Linked DNA regions of Mus musculus: region 2 is linked to region 1. A link is a contact called in public ChIA-PET data. All regions are on one chromosome and are shown on one strand. Each heading gives the region's core, a stretch centred on a gene start, on an enhancer-like site or on the middle of the called end of the contact. The rest is flanking DNA. Distances are from core to core; before and after follow the strand shown.

Region 1 (3,260 bases), core at 439-2,938:
CTTGGCAAAATATCAAGATCCTATCTCAAAATAATGATAACTTCTGGATCCTGGTTGTCTAGTTAATGTTTCTATTGCTGCAACAAAACCCCATGACAGACGATAAATCAAGATAGAGTCACTTGTCACCAAGCTGAAACTAACCTGTCTATGTAACCTTTTGCAGAAATAAAGAACTAAAGAGATAACAGACAAATATCCCAGGATAATAAAATTCCTCTGCCTTAATCTTAGCACACAAACATTACTCTGGTGCTAAGCAATGATTTATTTTCCTACTGTTCTGTATTCCTGCCCATGCCTTACAGGGATAGAGTAACTATGAAAGGACCATTCTTCTTTTGTTTATTGCTTCTGCTTTTCCATCTCTTCTCTTCCTATACAACCAATGCTACGCTCAGAAAATCAGAATGCTTATTCTACCTTACAGGGTGAAATGTTGTCCTTTTTCTAGAATTGAAAATAAAGCCAATTAAGACATTTAGATGCAGTGGTTCATGCAAGTAGTCCTAATAATCAAGAGGATGGAGAGTTCAAAACCACACTGGGTTTCATACTAATAACCTGTCTTGAAACAAATCTAGCTAAATACACACACACACACACACACACACACACACACACACACACACACACCTAAGTATATAGAATATATTTATTTATGCACACATACATTTGTAATTTTTTTCTCTAAAACACAAAGATGAAAAACCTAAGATCCTGCATTTTGTAAAGCTGCCCCGTTTGTATGGATCTGTAACAATTCCAGAAGCTAGAGTAATTTGGTGACTTTCATAGATAACTCAGGAACAGCCTACCTGCAAGCTACTCATCAACTACTCCCTTCTTCCTCTGAAACCTCTAAGAAGAAATGCCTGCTCTGCCGTGAAGGCCCTTTGTCTGCCTGTCTGTCTGTTTGCCTGTGTCATCAATGTATCTTCTAATGAATCTCTTATAAGGACAATCTATTTCAGTGTCCCCCTTTAGCCTCCAAACTTTTGGTCAACAAGAGTGGATGCCCTGTGGGACCCTATTATCACAGAAAGCAGTGAAGATAGAAAATTAGAAGAAGAGGAGGAGGAGGAAGAGGAGAAGGAGGGGGAGGAGGAGAAGAAGGAGGAGGAGGGGATAGAGGGAGAATAAGAAAAAGAAGCAAGACAAGCAAAATGGGGAGATTTGGCAATGTTAACATTTTCCACCAGATACAGAAACTCTGGCGTGATCAGTGAGTGACTCTACTCAAAACAGGTTTTTGTTGTTTTGTATAATGGGACAAGGTGAGCTTACAAGGAGAGGACCTTATCAAAAACAAATTCTGTGCCAGTCACCCAACTTCTCCGCGGGTTCTAGATCTTTATATTCTCTGGACTGTATTTTCTCCCTCAGCTTAGACGATACATTTCCAAACACCTACTAAACCCTCAAAGGCTGAACAAACAACCAGGCTTCACAAGGTTCCCCAGAAAAAAACGAAAACATTTCAAGTTCTCCAAATTTTGTACCTTTTGTGGTTCTGAAATTATCAGCTATGTATCTAGTTTAAAACAGTGGGATCCAGAGGAAAAGCACCCCAACGACGCTGAGGGAGGTATCTCCCTCACCTGCAGCCTGTTGGGACGGAAAACTACAACTCCCATGAGGAAGTAGGGCCGCAGAATCCACAACTCCCAGCATCCTCCCGGAGGCCCAAAATGGTCAGGCGAGTAGTCGAAGCGAGACCATAAATGTCTGCGGAAGGTGTGGAGAAGCTTTCTCTCGAGATAGCAGCATCTGAGGAGGAATCTGTAGCCCCGACAGAACAACAAGATGTAGCGTGCGGCCTGGAGAACTTGCCTGTGAGCTTGTGGCCTTTGGGGGCGGAGCCCAGGCCTAAACCTTTCCAGGTAGAGGCAGGGCTAAGTGGCTGAAAGGGCTGGGGGTGGTGCCCTTTTCTTTGGGGGCGGAGCCAGAGGGCGGCGCTAGAGGGCTGTCCCTTTCCCCCGGGGGCGGGGCCAGTGCCCTTTATATGGGGGCGGAGCTAGAAAGCAGCTCACCGATCTTAGGGGCGGTGCTAAAGGGCCTGTCTATTTCCCTTCTCTCCCCAGGCGGGGCCAGCGCTGTTCTAGACTGGGTTGGAGGGATGTCCTGTAGCCCCACAGGGGCTGACTACAAGACTCCTCTTAATTCTCACCAAGGGGAGCCTGCACCCTTCCATGTTGGGGCGGAGATAGAGGCCTGCGGACAGCCTCCATGGAAGGAACCAGAGAGCTGCTTATATCTTGAGTAGTTGAGGCCAATGCCCATGTAGAGCCAGGTCTAAAGAGCTGGGGGGAGTAGGAAGCTGGGGGGGGGGGGGGTGAGTAGGAAGGGGATTGTTTCACACTTCGCTGCAGAGCAGAATTCCAGGGCTACTCACTGCCCCCGGGGGCGCTAGAGCTCTTTCCTAGAAGCCAAGAAAGAGAGACACATAGCTCCCCCACGTGGTAGTAATTGTCAAATTGGCTGTAACAACAGGCTTCTTCCCCCCCACACACACACACACACCCCACCCCACCCCCGATATTTTTATTTTTTTTTTATTAGCACACGGGGTATCTAGTTTAACTATGGCATTTTTAAAATGTTCATTAGCAAATGTTGATTATACATAATAATGAGTTTTGTGATGACATTTTTCCACATATGCACAGAAGGTGTTTTGATGATATGCACCACCACCCTCTCTGGTCCCTCACCCTCTCCCAGTAATCCTTCACCTTCCTGGCTAGTGCCCCTTTTATCTTTCATCTCGCTGTGGTGAGTGTGTGTGTGTGTGTGTGTGTGTGTGTGTGTGTGTAGGAGACAGAGAGCCAATGAGTTTCATCAAGGTTGTTTACTGGAACTGCAGTCTTCTTGACGTCTTACTATTATTTACTCTTTGAGAATCCCATACAATATGTTTGTCATCCTTTTTCCCTCCCCCAAATCCTCACAGATCCTTGCCCACCTCGCAATCTACCCAATTTCATGTTCTTTCTCTCTCGAGGGGGAAATAAGCTGTTGGTCTGAAAGAAAAGTTCTTAAATGGACAGAATTTAATATTTTTCTTTGAACCTGTAATAAGACCTTAACAAGGATTCTTACCTTATACTGTCTGTAAAATAGCAGTTCCCTAACATGTGTGTGGCAGAGGCGTGACTTTTCAGAAAGCTTTTTCCCCCTGTCTGGCTTGTACTCAGAACTTACTGAGGGATCAGAGAAAACCATCTCCATGTCTGGTCTCGGCTATCTGACATGTAAGA
Region 2 (3,260 bases), core at 515-3,014, 100 kb after region 1:
GGACTGAGGTTATACTCATTCTTTTCCTTGATCCACGTTGAGCCTTAAAAGACCTAGGCCTTGAAAATAAATGCAAGTGCACTGTACACAGGCTCTGTGCTCGCCCACTTACCTCCTGCACCCCCATCCTATCAGGAGCCTTAGCCAGGTTGGAGGAAAGCAACTGCTATCCTATGACACTGCGCTCTCCCCTTCCAGGGTTATCACAGTTGTCTTCCTGAGCTCATGCCACACACTGACTCCTGAGTCAAGCAAACAACTACTCTTTTCAATCCAGCACAAATGACAGAAGTACTTTATCTTATCCAGTCATCTAGCCCTAGACTTCCCTTTCCAAATAACTCTGGAGCTCTGAACCCGCCTCAACCCGGATCACCAAACCAGCATCTCAAACCAAAGAAGAGCTGTCTTTGCAGCCTGAGAGATAAACAGGTCATACCAGGTCTGAGCTCTGCCCTTCCAAGAACTAAATGTTCTAATCCAACACCTGAATGATAAGCTTTCATTCTGCCAGATACATAATAACCACCTACTGAGTGACCGTCACTGTACTAGAGACACAGGAGTAAATAACACAATGCAAAGTGGGGCAGGAGGGTGTACACTTTTAATCCCAGCATTTGGAAGGCCGAGCCAGGTGCGTCTCTGAGTTTGAAGCCAGCCTGGCCTACAGAGTGAGTTCCAGACAGGCAGAGCTACACAGAGAGAGCCTATCTCAAAACAAAAACAAACAAATAACCCTCTGGTGCATTCGCCCCACCTTCTGGGATGAACCCTAGTAAGGTAAACATTTATGAAATGCCTACAGGAGCCCGCATGACAACAAAGACAAGCAGCACAGAAGATACAAGAAGCCAGAGAACTCCTACCACACAAGGAGCCCTGGAACAAGCGAGAAGGATGGTGTCCACGGACCTCCCAGAGGAAGCTCGCTAATACCTGACCACAGAAATGATGGTGGGTAGTCACAGCAGGTGGTCACAGCAGCCCCTCTACCTGAGCTGCTCCTAAGATCAGTTCCCTCACCAGCAAGGGTCCAATGAATTACTCTTTCACACGCCGACTTTCCAGGACTCTTGTCCCACAAACTCTTGACACTGACCCACCATGGTTCCCTTCCAGCACAGAATCTCAAACCAACCAGAAACCACCTCACCAAAGCAGAGTAACAGGAGGGAGACAGGGCAGGAAGGATCTGAGCAGAGCTACAAAGCTGCTCTAGACACACCTCCTTCTAAAACTCACCAAACGTTCATAGTGAGCAACAGAGATGGCGCCCGTTGTTTTCCCGGTGTTACAACAAAATATGAGCTGCTGGGTAATGTTTAAAGAAAACTAGTTTGGGTTGGGAGTGCAGTTCAGTGTCTACCATATAAAAAGCTCATTCCCTATCATCACAAATGAGGGGAAAAAAAAGAGGATGAGTCCATAGCTAATGATTCCATTCATGGATGTAGTTCTAGAGGCCAGAGGTCAGGTGTCTTCCCCATTCGCTTAATGTCTTTCTTCAGATAGAATTTCTAAGTGGCCTGGAGCTCACCAAGTTAGACAGGCAGGCCAAGCACCAAGAATCCTGCTGCCTGTCTCCCAAGTTCTAAAGTTATAGTCATGAACTACTGAAGCCAGCTTTTTCACATGGGATCTGGGGATCAAATTCACATCTTCATGTTCTCAGACAAGCAGCTTACTGAGTGGGCCGTCTCTCCAGCCCAGGCTTGCCCTTTTATAACAAGGCTTATAAGGTCATCAATCCCGTCGGTAGGCTGTCTCCCCAGTGACCTAATTACCTCCTCATATTGAAAGTGAAAGTGCGTCTCAATAGTCTACTTAAACTCTACCACTTCTCCACATTACCATATTGAAACTAACCTTCTGGTACAACCACATCTAAACATGGGATAATAATGGAGAATAATAGTGTGCCACACACATACACACATGCACACGTGTACACACCCACAACATGCTGTTGCAAAATGAAGTAGTCATAAAATTATAGGCAAAAGTGTTCTCAAAAAATACACATATGTGCCAAAGTCAATAAAGAAGTGGAAATTAAAGGAAAAAATCATTTTATCAATATTACTTTTATTTCAGAAACTCAAGAGACAAAATGAATACAATTTTTAACTTAAGGGAAAAGAAAGACAGGGGTAATTCAAGGAACAAGTAATACACATAGAACGTAGACCTCTGTGATATAGTGTTTGCTTATCATGTATAAGACTCTAGGTTTGACCTCCACCCACAAAAGTTTACAAATTAAAGGCTCCAAGAGGGCAGTAAAGGCACAAAACACACACACACACACACACACAGTAAAAGCAACGAAAAATTTTGGGTGGAGTGTTTTGTGAGTTGATGTCCTTATCCCTTCACTGGAAGCCCTGCCTAGCTACAGAAGGTGGCCACTTAAGGCTCCATGTCCCCCACTACAAGGAGCCTCAGCTAGAGTCACCCTCACAGACTCCCTGGAACTACCCCCATCCCAAGTGTCTAGTACTTCCTAGAGATGGTGCTTCCCCAAGCCGATTTTTATCTAAAGTCCCCAGCCCTGCATTCCACCCCTGCTCTCCCTATATCTCACCCCCACCAGTTCCCCTCCTCTTCCTCTCCCATCCAGTTCCCTTCCTCCCTCCATCCAATGACAATTTATTTCCCATTCTGAGTGAAATTCAAGCATGTTCCCTTGGGCCTTCCTTGTTATTTAGCTTCTTTGAATCTGTGGATTATATCCTAGGTATTCTGTACTTTATGGTTAATATCCACGTATTAGTGAGTACACACCACACATGTCCTTTTGGATCTAGATTACCTCACGCAGGATGATAGTTTCTAGTTCCATCCATTTGTCCACAAACTTCATGATGTCTTTGTTTTAACAGCTGAGTAGTATTCTATTGTGTAAATCAACCACATTTTCTTCTCAATCCCTTCGGGTGAGGGACATCTGGGTTGTTTCAGTTTCTGGCTGTTATAAATAGAGCTGCTATGAACATAGTGGAGTCAGTGTCCTCAGGGTACTGTGGAGCATCTTTTGGGTATTTACCTATGAGGAGTATAGCTGGGTTGTGAGGGAGAACTATTCCCAATTTTCTGAGAAACCACAAAACTGATTTTCAGAGTGGTTGTACAAATTTGCCCTAAAACCTTTGAAACAAAATTTGTCCTGCCTTCAAGAAGTGCAGAGACAAAGATGTTGTAGAGACTGAGGAAATGGCCCTACTTAAAATCCATCCCATGGACAAGAACCAATCCCT

What was found. ChIA-PET counts read pairs in DNA pulled down with a chosen protein or histone mark.
Region 2: a contact with region 1 is called in an RNA polymerase II ChIA-PET map of effector CD8 T cells, with 20 read pairs. The contact joins the enhancer-like site here to the promoter of Setmar in region 1. A contact is called at or near these places in 2 of 484 Hi-C or Micro-C datasets (CD4 T cells and nephron progenitors), 4 of 115 datasets of contacts at active chromatin or transcription factors (effector CD8 T cells, embryonic stem cells and memory CD8 T cells) and 3 of 9 other capture datasets (adipose tissue, embryonic stem cells and liver).

What each region holds. Positions count from the first base shown.
Region 1 is chr6:108,063,357-108,066,616 of GRCm38.p6, forward strand. It overlaps Setmar (SET domain without mariner transposase fusion), which reads left to right and starts at 1,689. Exons shown (of 2, transcript NM_178391.4): 1 at 1,689-1,883. The coding sequence starts at 1,725.
Region 2 is chr6:108,163,322-108,166,581 of GRCm38.p6, forward strand. The region is part of intron 3 of Sumf1 (sulfatase modifying factor 1); the gene reads right to left. Among named protein-coding and RNA genes, the nearest start is that of Sumf1, 21 kb to the right of the region's middle. Within about 2 kb of position 1,765, at least 43 of the 459 cell types and tissues checked have an H3K27ac peak or open chromatin away from gene starts, as enhancers often do. A contact at or near this core is called in effector CD8 T cells, liver and memory CD8 T cells, where this site is marked.